2 separate regions of the Mus musculus genome follow, and region 1 is linked to region 2. Evidence: chromatin contacts called from public HiChIP or PLAC-seq data. All regions are on one chromosome and are shown on one strand. Each heading gives the region's core, a stretch centred on a gene start, on an enhancer-like site or on the middle of the called end of the contact. The rest is flanking DNA. Distances are from core to core; before and after follow the strand shown.

Region 1 (5,076 bases), core at 550-3,049, 330 kb after region 2:
GCTAACACGGACCAGGGAGATCCCGTGGAGCCCCAACCCTAGACAAAGAACTACAGGCAACCTAACACATACCTTATACAGAAAAGGAGAGAATAAAGAGAAGAGAGGGTGCTGGCTCACCCCTTAGTCCCGGTACTTGGAAGGCTGCGGCATGAGGATTACTGTGAGGCCAGCCTGGGCTACATAGTGAGTTCCAGGGCTATAAAGCAAGCTCACTGAACCATCTTGCCACCCCTTCATTCGTTTTTTTTTTTTGTAGCGATGTGGTACTCCACTGTGAGACACGCTATAATTTATTCAAAAGACATTTTTACATATGGACACGGTTTAAAGAATTTTTGGAGTTACAAATTACATATAGTAGCTTATTTCAGGCCGATGTCTGCCTGTCCATCATCTATTGATCATTTTCATAGTTCCTAAGTATCTTGAAGCGAGAGTTCTGCTTTGTCATACCGTTTCGGATTCCTGGATTCCTTGTCTACTCTACAGACCTCATATTGTTTTGTATTCTCAAGACTAAGCACACAATGGCATTACCGTTCTGCTGGACAACAAGTGCAGTGTAACTGATCTAACCTCGGGGGTTTTCTCGTATGTGCAGAGCTGGCATTCACCGTGAAAATGCCCCCAGAGGCCTTAATTCCAACAAGGGGCTTTTTTTGGGCTTTGAGTATTATTCTTCAGGGAATATTCAATTCCTTTTCTTCCCCCCAGACAAGAGAAGTGGTTAGTCAGCTTACAGGAATGGGCTCTTCATGGCCACAGTCATCAAATGTGCCTCTACATAAGTGGGCAAGCAGTACACTTGTGCTGAACCATGGCATCTGCATGGAGCTGGCCACTTCTGTCTCAGTCCCCACAGCACCTCTTCCTGGAGGCACACAGATAATGTCTTCCCAGTAAGGAGGAAATGAGGAGATTCAGAGAGAGCAAAAGGCTTACCTGGAAAGTGGAAAATCCAAGACTAGAGTCACATGTTCAGAGTCCTAGCCCAAGACTAAAGACTTTGGGCACTGGTTCCCAAGATCTCTCTCATGTCTCATGACAGTAAGGGCCAGGGTTTCACTACTACTTCTACATTCAGTAGTTCACGACATGGCAGCAATTATATTTACAGTTATGATTTTTTTAAAAAACAAAAGGACAAAGATTGACAGCATCCAAGGAGGGAAAAACAGTTTCATATGCAAAGCTTCCCTGCGTCCTTAACCAGCGAAGTCTTAGGTGATATTGAATGTTTTTGGAAAAAATGTGTGACTGTGAGTGTGACAGAGTGCAGGGCAGGAGTGTGCCACAGTGTGAGTGTGACAGAGCACAGGGTAGAAGTGTACCACAGTATGACTGTGAGTGTGACAGTCTCAGGACAGGAGTGTGCCACAGTGTGACTGTGAGTGTGACAGTCTCAGGACAGGAGTGTGCCACAGTGTGACTGTGAGTGTGACAGAGTACAGGGCAGGAGTGTGCCACAGTGTGACTGTGAGTGTGACAGTCTCAGGGCAGGAGTATGCCACAGTGTGAGTGAGTGTGACAGGGCAGGAGTGTGCTACAGTGTGAGTGAGTGTGACAGGGCACAGGGCAGAAGTGTGCCACAGTTGAGTCTTATGGACATGGCAGCTGACCCATCGGTTGGTCTCCTCAGTTTTTAATCACTTCCGGGGTCAGGCTGATATTTCTTGTCCAAATCTCTCACCATAAATTAGACTATAGGGCATTACGCAAGGGCGTACAGCTAACAGCACTCTTATCAGACAGGTCATCCCAAGAGTCGAGATATGGTTTCCCAGGAGCTGAGGACAAAGGTTTAGAATTCTTTATTGCACAATCTACTCTCTCTGCAACCCACTGTTGTAAGTGTGTGCCCTGCGGGCCATCACATTGGATTTATGTGAGTTTCTGTGCCCACAGAAAGGGAAATCCAATTTGACTACAAAACATGACTGGGAAATAGAATGTGAACATCCCAGAAGGGGAAGACAAGGCACAGGGGACACATAGGTGAACTTTATGAAGACAGAAATGCAGTAAGTTCCAAGGACAGAGAAGTCACGTCTGGAGTTTTTCTCTGTGCTGTCCATGTAGAAGCAAAGTGCTGGTTGGAGCCCATTGATTGCTGGTTCCAGTCCTGTTCCTGACTGATTGCACAGAGGACACCTAGGGCAAGTTCGGGGTTGGGGGGGGGGGGGTTGGGGGGAGTCTGAAAAGCCAACCCAACTGTGGTGTCAAGCTGCATTCAGAGTGAGGGAACCTCACTCGGCTTGCAGCCTGTGCAGTCGGTGTGGGCTCACCCCTGTACTCACTTTCTTATCTTTGCTATATTGGTAGTGGGAAAGGACCGCACCACCACTAGGGCAAAGTTCAACAGGAAGGAAGCCAAGGCTTATCATCTGGAGGAGCAGGAGCGGGGGCGGGGCGGAGGTGGGCGGGGCGGAGATCGGAGGAAACGCTGGGGCCGTGTGGAGGGTTGGAGGAACTGGCAGTGGTGCGCTTTTGCCCCAACCTGGACTGACCTCAAGGAGGACCTGGCACGTTTCTCTTCTCCCTAGTTCTGAGCCTACCCTCTGCCCCTTTAAGATTTCAGTTCGCCTCTAATCTTCCAGGGAAAATCGCTGGGCTCTGGACCGCCTCCCAAAGACGCCTGTGTTAGCAGCCTGGTCACCAGAGGGTGGTGCTGTTGGGAGAACGGAGAAGATTGAGAAGGGAGACTCAGCCCTCAACCAGGCCCCAGACTGTACGGTGGAGGGTGGAGCGGAGGATACTTACAGGGCAGAGCAGCATTCGACTTAGGGTGTGGGGTAGGTGACTGGAGCTGCGTTAGTCATGATCTGTGTGTCTGTAACCAAGCTCTGTGGTTTGCCATGCGATACACAAGAGGAAAAGGCCCAGCGTGACGGCACACACCAGCAGTTCTAGCCCTTGGAGCTGGAGGTAGGAGGATCAACAGTTTGAGGCCAGCCTGGGCTACATGAGACAACAATTCAAACAAACAAACAAACTCCCTCTCCTCCAGCCAAGCAAGATGCCCAAGGGGAAGAAGGCCAAGGGGAAGAAGGTGATCCCCACCCCCCATCGTGAGGAAACAGAAGAGGTGGTCAATCCTTTGTTTGAGAAAAGGCCCAAGAACTTAGACAGGATATCCAGCCCAAAAGAGATCCAACACGCTTCACCAAATGGCCCCGCTACATCAGGCTGCAGCGGCAAAGAGCCATCCTCTATAAGCGACTCAAAGTACCTCCTGCCATTAACCAGTTCCCCCAGGCCCTGGACAGATGCCCTACTGCATCATCAAGGGAAAGGCCAGGCTGGGGCATCTGGTCCACAGGAAGACACGCACCACTGTTGCCTTCACACAGGTTAACTCGGAAGACAAGGGTGCTCTGGCTAAGATGGTGGAAGCTATTAAGACCAATTACAATGACAGATAGGATGAGATCTGCTGCCACTGGGGAGGCAACATCCTGGGTTCTAAGTCTGTGGCTCGCATTGCCAAGTGGAAAAGGCAAAGGCTAAAGAATTCGCCACTAAACTGGGTTAAACGCACACTAAGTTCTCTGTACATAAATATAATTACAAAATTATCTCTCACCCCCCCAAAAAAAAACCCAAAGGAAAAAAAAAAAAAAAAGAAGAGGGAAGATATGAGGAAGAGGAAGAAGCTACAGTGTTATCACGACCTAAAAATAGCATTTTCAGTCTCCTGAAAAAGGCTCCACGAGTCTCCTCAGCAGACAGAGCCTGAGTTCTAGGTGTCCGACCTTAGGCACACACTTCGTGAGTTGGAGCCTCAGTCTCCCCAGCCCTGGAAGTGGTGATGGGAATCTTTCTCCTCCACCACTGGGTAGACACAGAGAAAAGCATTTGCCACTTGAGACTAATTCCTCAGTCTGATCCCTGAAATCAATTGTGAAATGGGGAAGTGACTCCTGAAAGCTTTCTTCTGCCCTCCACATGTGCTCCTTGATACATATGCCTCTGTACACGCTCGTGTCTGCACACGCACACACGCATACACGCACGCACAGCCTTTCAGGGGAGACTGAGGGTCAAATGCAATGATGTGTGCAGAGCCAGGCGCAAAGACTCCTGACACAAGGGGACTGCTGCATAAACTACAAGTTCTCCTCTGTACAGAACAAAGCCGTGGTGGCCTCAGGTTTCAGAATGGAGGATGGAAACTTGCAGGACCTGGGGCGCAGTCTTCTAACCATCTCTTGCGGCAAGAGGCAGTTGTACATTGTAGCGACTGTTGTGTAACAGGTTACATAACCACTCAGGGAAGCTAACTCCGCTGGAGAGCTGAGATTCACTGCCGTGGTCATGCAGAGGGAAACCACGTGCCTCTCAGTTCATTCCCCCTACTCATAGTGTGCCCTAGCCCAGCGCGACCACCACTGGTGCTTGCTGGAGGTGAGTCCCCTCTCTGCCAGCCAGCACACTCTGAGTGACAGCCAAGGTCACTGTCAGAGCTTTGGGTGACTTTGTGTGTGTGTGTGTGTGTGTGTGTGTGTGTGTGTGTGTATGTATGATATATGTATGTGTGAGAAGCATTGATGACATCTCTAAATTAGGGGCCAAAGCAGTATTTAAACACATTGAACCTAAACACAAGCCACTAATAACTTAAAAGAGTGATACACGTTCAGAGTTAACCTGGTAGGGAGGTAAGCACGGCTCTCCCTTGTTTCTTGGGGAACAGATTTTATTATACACCCCAGGCTTGTGCCTCTGTCTCCAGGGTGCTGGGATTGCACGCAAGCACCACCACAGACAGCTTAAGGACACCAATTCTACACATGTTCTAAGCAGGGTTTGAACAGCTTTGCTTTGTTGGGGGGTTGTGTTGTAGGAAAACCCATTGTTCTGAGAACGCTGGACTACATCTTGTGCCTCTAGATACCATTCCTAGACGAGGAAAAAGCTCCTTGCACCTCCGATTCAGTAAATCTGCCTTCTTCAGGTAGACTTGGAAATGGAATCACAGGGCTCCTGTGACAGACCTGGTTCACTTGGCACAGCGCTCACAAGGTTCATCTATGTTGTTTTATATTGTAGAGTTTTGACTTTTTAAGAACATAC
Region 2 (5,256 bases), core at 1,811-4,310:
AGCAAATGTGTCACGGGTGCGGTACCCCTACATTATGAGGACGTCTCCCTACATTGGCTACAACGTGTTGCTTGTACACGGGTTGTTTTTCCCCTTTGGCAGAAATGGACCCAAAGTACACAAAGCTGTTTGTAATTTAGCAAGTGTTCAAGATTACAGATTGTCAACACAGTACAGCACACAACCTGCTGCTTGCTCTCGGGGTCAGACAAAAGCCTCCTTCTTTAGGAGAGCAAGTGTTCGGCTACTTCCTCACTGAAACTTGGCCTTCCTCAAACACACCATATAGTTGCAGCCATCAAACTATGACAGAGTGAGACCTCCAGTCTCCACAAAGATCTGTGGGAGAGCTGCAATTCCCTATACTATGGACAGGGGGTAGGAGTGTGAGTTTCCTTTACACAATAGTTTCAGCCCTATCCAGAGAGATTTATGTAAGCGCATTTCCACAAAGGTTCAAATAAATTTTTTGCATGACCTGCCAAGTGAAGCCTTTTTGGAAATCTGTATGAGCCAGAACCAGGGGACGCTACAGAATCTCTGTCAGGTCCTGTTCAGGAGTAAGCCTTGAGGTGAATATTCCCCAAAAGTCACTTGCTTCTACTCACCAGGGCATGAAAAGATGACACGGAGAAGATCCCGAGGCGGCCCATGGCCACCTTCGTGGGCCGGCTCGCAAAAGCAAGCAGCCTTTTGGGGTTTGGCAGCTCCCCGCCCTGGAGGCTGGCGAGGTAACAGCGGAATCGGAACAGGTCCATCTGGAACTGTTCGAGGTTCTGCTCCCAAACGAAGATCTACAGTCGTGGGGGGGGGGGGGGAGGAGACAGGGGGAGAGAAAAGGGTCAGGGAAGGTAAGAGCAAACGTTAGCCACCGTCTTCTCCAAGAGCCTTGCAGATCTGTTTATCGTAAGGCACAATTATAATCCCAGAGGGTAAACAACGGGGGGGGGGGTGTCTCTTAGGGTGCATGCGCTCTTGTTTACAAAGACCTGTAACCATAAACTCAGTATCAGAAACAAAGTACATTGTTAGTTACTGGTGCTCTCCTAGCCAAGATGTCATGGGTCATGGAGAGTGTGTGTGTGTGTGTGTGTGTGTGTGTGTGTGTGTGTGTAATTTCTGACCACTAACCTAAGATGGAAGGAATGAAAATGGAGGGATTCCCAGTACCAGGGAACTTTCATGTGGGCTAAGAGAGAGCTTTTACCAAGGAAAGAAAAGAAAAAGAAAGTCAGTTAAAGGTCAAAAGCAAATAAACTAAAGGCTTTGGTAAACACGGTAAGCACGGGGTGGTAAGAAAGGGTTGGAGGTAGGAAGCTGTCAGTGGTGGAGACCCAGATACTGGGTAAGGGGTCCCACCCACAGCTAGTGCCCACACACGTGTCTCTGTCACTCAAAGTGGCAAGATATCCTCTAGCTACTGATATGACATTCAAGCAAGATCACAGAGGGGTGAGGTGCATTCAAGAATAACACGCTGACACAGACTGTAAGCTCCTGGGGCTGGAGAGATGACTCAGCAGCTAAACGCTCTTGTTGCTCTGACAGGACCCGGGGTCTGTTCCCAGCACCCACGGGACAGCTCATGACTGCCTATAACTTCATCTCTAGCGGTTCCGATGCCCTCTTCTAACCTCTGTGGGCACCAAGAATGTGCGCGATGCCCAGACACGCCACAAACGACACTCACACACTTAAAGTCAAATTTTCAAAAAGGACAACGTGAGAGCTGAGGGGTCATCAGTGACATCTCCCTTTCTAATCTCTGGTAAAACTCCGTGAGAACCCAGACGCTCGTGACGGCAGTATTCCCAGCAGCCGAGAAGCTGCAAATGGCTCAAATGCTCATCTAAGGAGAGACGGTCCAGGGGTGTGTCTGGACAGGGAATAAGGAACGGGGCCCGAAGGAGGAAGGTGTGCCGATGTGTAAGCGAGGGGGTGCACATCAACTCCAAGAGGCCCTGCTAAGGGAAGAAGGCAGGCGAAAGGGTCGCATACTAAGCGAATACATTATTAGGGAACAACTCAAAGGGAAACCTCTCAAGACAGGGAGCCAGAGGCTGAGGGAGGCAAACACGGAGTTAGGTTCCTTCTAGAACTGGATGTGGGAAGTGGCACCTAATATCTCACATGCGCTGACCGCTAAGCTGTTGTTCGATTCAAATGGTTTTTTTGCTATGCGAATTTGCCTTGTGAGTTGCTTTGTGAATTTACAGCAACCAATAACAGAAAGAATAGAACAAAGGGCACTCTGTACCCTATAGCTATAGTGACCACGTACAGACTTTTGCCTTGTCATTATTCCTTAAACACCACAGCACAGCAATTATTTACATAACATATCTACCAGGTACCACAAATGATGCAGGGATGGGTTATGAAAACATACGACGCCATCTTTTATGTCAAGGACCAGGGCACACACAGATTTGGGATTCTGCAAGGTTCTTGAAACCAATTCCCAATGTGTAGTGAGGGCGAGCTGAGTGGACTTTGAGAAACACCCGTCACTTTTTAAATGTGAGTTCACTGAGGAGCCAGGAATCCTCCGCACAGGTGAGCCCTATGATAAGGTGAGGAAGGACATCATAGATTTCAAATGGCACAGATTCCCCTGGAAACACGTGGACTGGAAGGATTCGGAAGGCCCTCCCCTCCCATTTCTGCCTTCTGTTCAATGTCTTATCGTTCCCGTCAGCGCAAAAACAATCAACTCTGAACAAAGGGCGAGGAAATCTGACAGTCACAATAAAGAGTTTACCAGTCTGGGTGACAGGCTGTCTCCGAGAGAACAGAAGCTGTTTCAGGATCCCCAGACAGCAACAAAAAAACAAAAGCGCTAACAAATCTGGCCCGCTCCAGACGCACAAAGGCGGTCGGTCACCTGGTCTAGGATGGTCTTCTTCTTCTTCGAGTCGGTGACGGAAGACAGCTGCATCTCCCCCATCTTCTTCATCTTCTCGTCCATGTCGATCTTCTGCTCCAGCTTCTTGATTTCCGACTTGAGGAGGCGGAGCGTGTCCTCCTTGTGGTGGTGCCTTGCGACGGCAGCTGCGCAGGCAGAGTGGATGGCGGTGATCCAGTTCTCCAGCTCTGTCTGGCTCGTGGTCTACAGGAGAAGGGAGCAGGGAGAAGAAGCCTCTTCATACAAGGTCACAGAAACTAGCAGTGAGTCCCGGGAGGCAGTGTCTCTGAGGCCAGGTGTCAGGTCTAGACAGACAGACAAGACAGACAGACCGACCACACACACACACACACACACACACACACACACACACAAACCTACCTTAACACACCCCTTCTAGAAATCCACAAAGGAGGGCTAACCCCAACCCCACACCACACCCCCTCAAACAGCACCCTTGAACAAGCTGCATGCTAACAACCAACGCACCCAGTCTTAAGCAGCTCTATCAAAACCAGGGCAAGGAGAGGCTCAAGGCGGCCAGGACCAGTACAGCCTCCAGGTCTCCAGGAATGCATCCATGTGCAGCAGTGAGCCACTCACAAACCACCAACAGCTTGTTTGTTTAACGAGAACACTTGAGAGCATTATGTGGCCCATGCCAAGGGACAGGTGACCCCCAAATAGGGATAGCATAAGACAAAGATGCTCTGCAAGGCAAAAGTGGCAACATTTGGGGGCAAAAACTCATGTGATAACTTGTTATTAAAAAATTCACATGATCTGTACAAGCTCAAACCAGACCAAATCCCCAGGATGAAAGGGTGGAGTAGGCACCCCGAGCTCACCCCAGCTCACCCCTAGCTCAACCTAGCTCAGGCTAGCTCACCCCTAGCTCAACCTAGCTCAGGCTAGCTCATCCCCTAGCTCAGCCTAGCTCAGGCTAACTCAGCCTAGCTCACCCCTAGCTCAGGCTAGCTCACCCCTAGCTCAGCCTAGCTCACCCCTAGCTCAGCCTAGCTCACCCCTAGCTCAGCCTAGCCGGGGAGCTACTGGTATTTGACTGCTGCTGTGAGAGGGGCATCTCTTTGCTCTAACGATGAGACATCTGGTTTATCAGTCATACTCCAGGGTGAGCAGGCTCCACACCAAGGAGCAGTCTCCAACACAAACTTGACTCAATGGGTTAAAAGAGAGACAAAGAGGAAGTTAGAGATGGCGTGGGAAGAGACAAACAGATAGACAGACAGACAGGTGGGTAGGGAGGGAGGTGGAAAAAGATCTGGAGGAGTTGGGGGATGGGCAAGTATAATCAAAATAGGTTATATAAAATTCTCCAAAATATTAATAAAAACACTTTTTTCAAAACTAGGAGATCAGTCAGGAAATATTTGTAAAAATGGAGATGACGAACTTTTCCAGGTATTCCCTTAAGCCCAAAGAACTCCGTAAAGGCACCGGGTTTAGCTTAGCTGAAGAAATGACTGGCTCAGTCACTGCGACACTAAGGTGGCTGCTGCCATCATTTTTCCCTTGCAGGGCAGTAATCTGTATTTTTACCTAACTCGCTGGTTGGCTTACCAACAAAATTCTTATCAGGACCCCTGCCCCCCTCCAGCATATTATTCCTCGGTGCCTAAGAATGGAAATTTTAGTTAAAGGACAACAGAAGCCATCGATAATCATCCTGAATCCGAAAGCTTTGTATTCCTCCAAAGAAATAGCGTCCAATATTAAAAATGTCTTGCGAGAAAACCAGCTAAGAAGCCTGAAAGATTCGATGGTTGCTGTGCTTATAAAGAGAAACGCGTTGCGGATAAAGACTTCCATCGTCTGTCTGCACGTGCTCAGAACTGGACAGAGAGAGTGACTGGCGAGCAGATGGAATGGATTTCTGCAGACTGAGCAGGGAGAGAGCATGAGGTGGGAGCACTACGGCCACAGGCGACTCCGAGGGGTAATCATGGTAATTATGGGCAAGGAGTTGCCTTCTGCATAGAAGCAAGAACACCGACTCCTGAAGAACTTAGCCTTATCTTCCCTGTCAAGTTCCTTGTCTTACACCTTTCCCCTGAAAGAGTTTAAGCTCCTCCCACAAACAGTGACCCCCTCCAGCCACTGCCAGGCTGATGCACTGTCTGAGCCCTGCCCCCCCAGCCCCACCCCCGTCCCCCCAAGAGAGGCTGCTTTGATTGGCTGAGTTATGTTTCCTGATTTTTATTTGTTTATCTGGGCTGGTTTTCAGAGACAGGTTAAGACAGCTTAGGTGGCCCAAACTCTTGATCTTTTATCCTTGGCCTCCCAAGTGACTACGGGATTACCAGGGTGAGCCACCAAGCCTGGTCACATTT

What was found. HiChIP or PLAC-seq counts read pairs in DNA pulled down with a chosen protein or histone mark.
Region 1: a contact with region 2 is called in an H3K27ac HiChIP or PLAC-seq map of extraembryonic endoderm stem cells. The contact joins two enhancer-like sites. A contact is called at or near these places in 1 of 15 datasets of contacts at CTCF or cohesin (the NIH/3T3 cell line), 8 of 484 Hi-C or Micro-C datasets (B cells, CD4 T cells, bone marrow-derived macrophages and 5 more), 17 of 115 datasets of contacts at active chromatin or transcription factors (bone marrow-derived macrophages, embryonic basal ganglia, embryonic forebrain and 10 more) and 4 of 9 other capture datasets (adipose tissue, embryonic stem cells, liver and 1 more).

What each region holds. Positions count from the first base shown.
Region 1 is chr16:90,195,127-90,200,202 of GRCm38.p6, forward strand. Gm35714 (a long non-coding RNA gene) reads right to left here. Exons shown (of 3, transcript XR_003951898.1): 2 at 2,764-2,922; 3 at 2,187-2,671. Among named protein-coding and RNA genes, the nearest start is that of Gm35714, 6.1 kb to the right of the region's middle. Within about 2 kb of position 1,800, at least 40 of the 459 cell types and tissues checked have an H3K27ac peak or open chromatin away from gene starts, as enhancers often do. A contact at or near this core is called in extraembryonic endoderm stem cells, where this site is marked.
Region 2 is chr16:89,864,626-89,869,881 of GRCm38.p6, forward strand. Tiam1 (T cell lymphoma invasion and metastasis 1) reads right to left here. Exons shown (of 28, transcript NM_009384.3): 7 at 2,885-3,109; 8 at 609-794. Among named protein-coding and RNA genes, the nearest start is that of Gm52239, 73 kb to the left of the region's middle. Within about 2 kb of position 3,061, at least 7 of the 459 cell types and tissues checked have an H3K27ac peak or open chromatin away from gene starts, as enhancers often do. A contact at or near this core is called in extraembryonic endoderm stem cells, where this site is marked.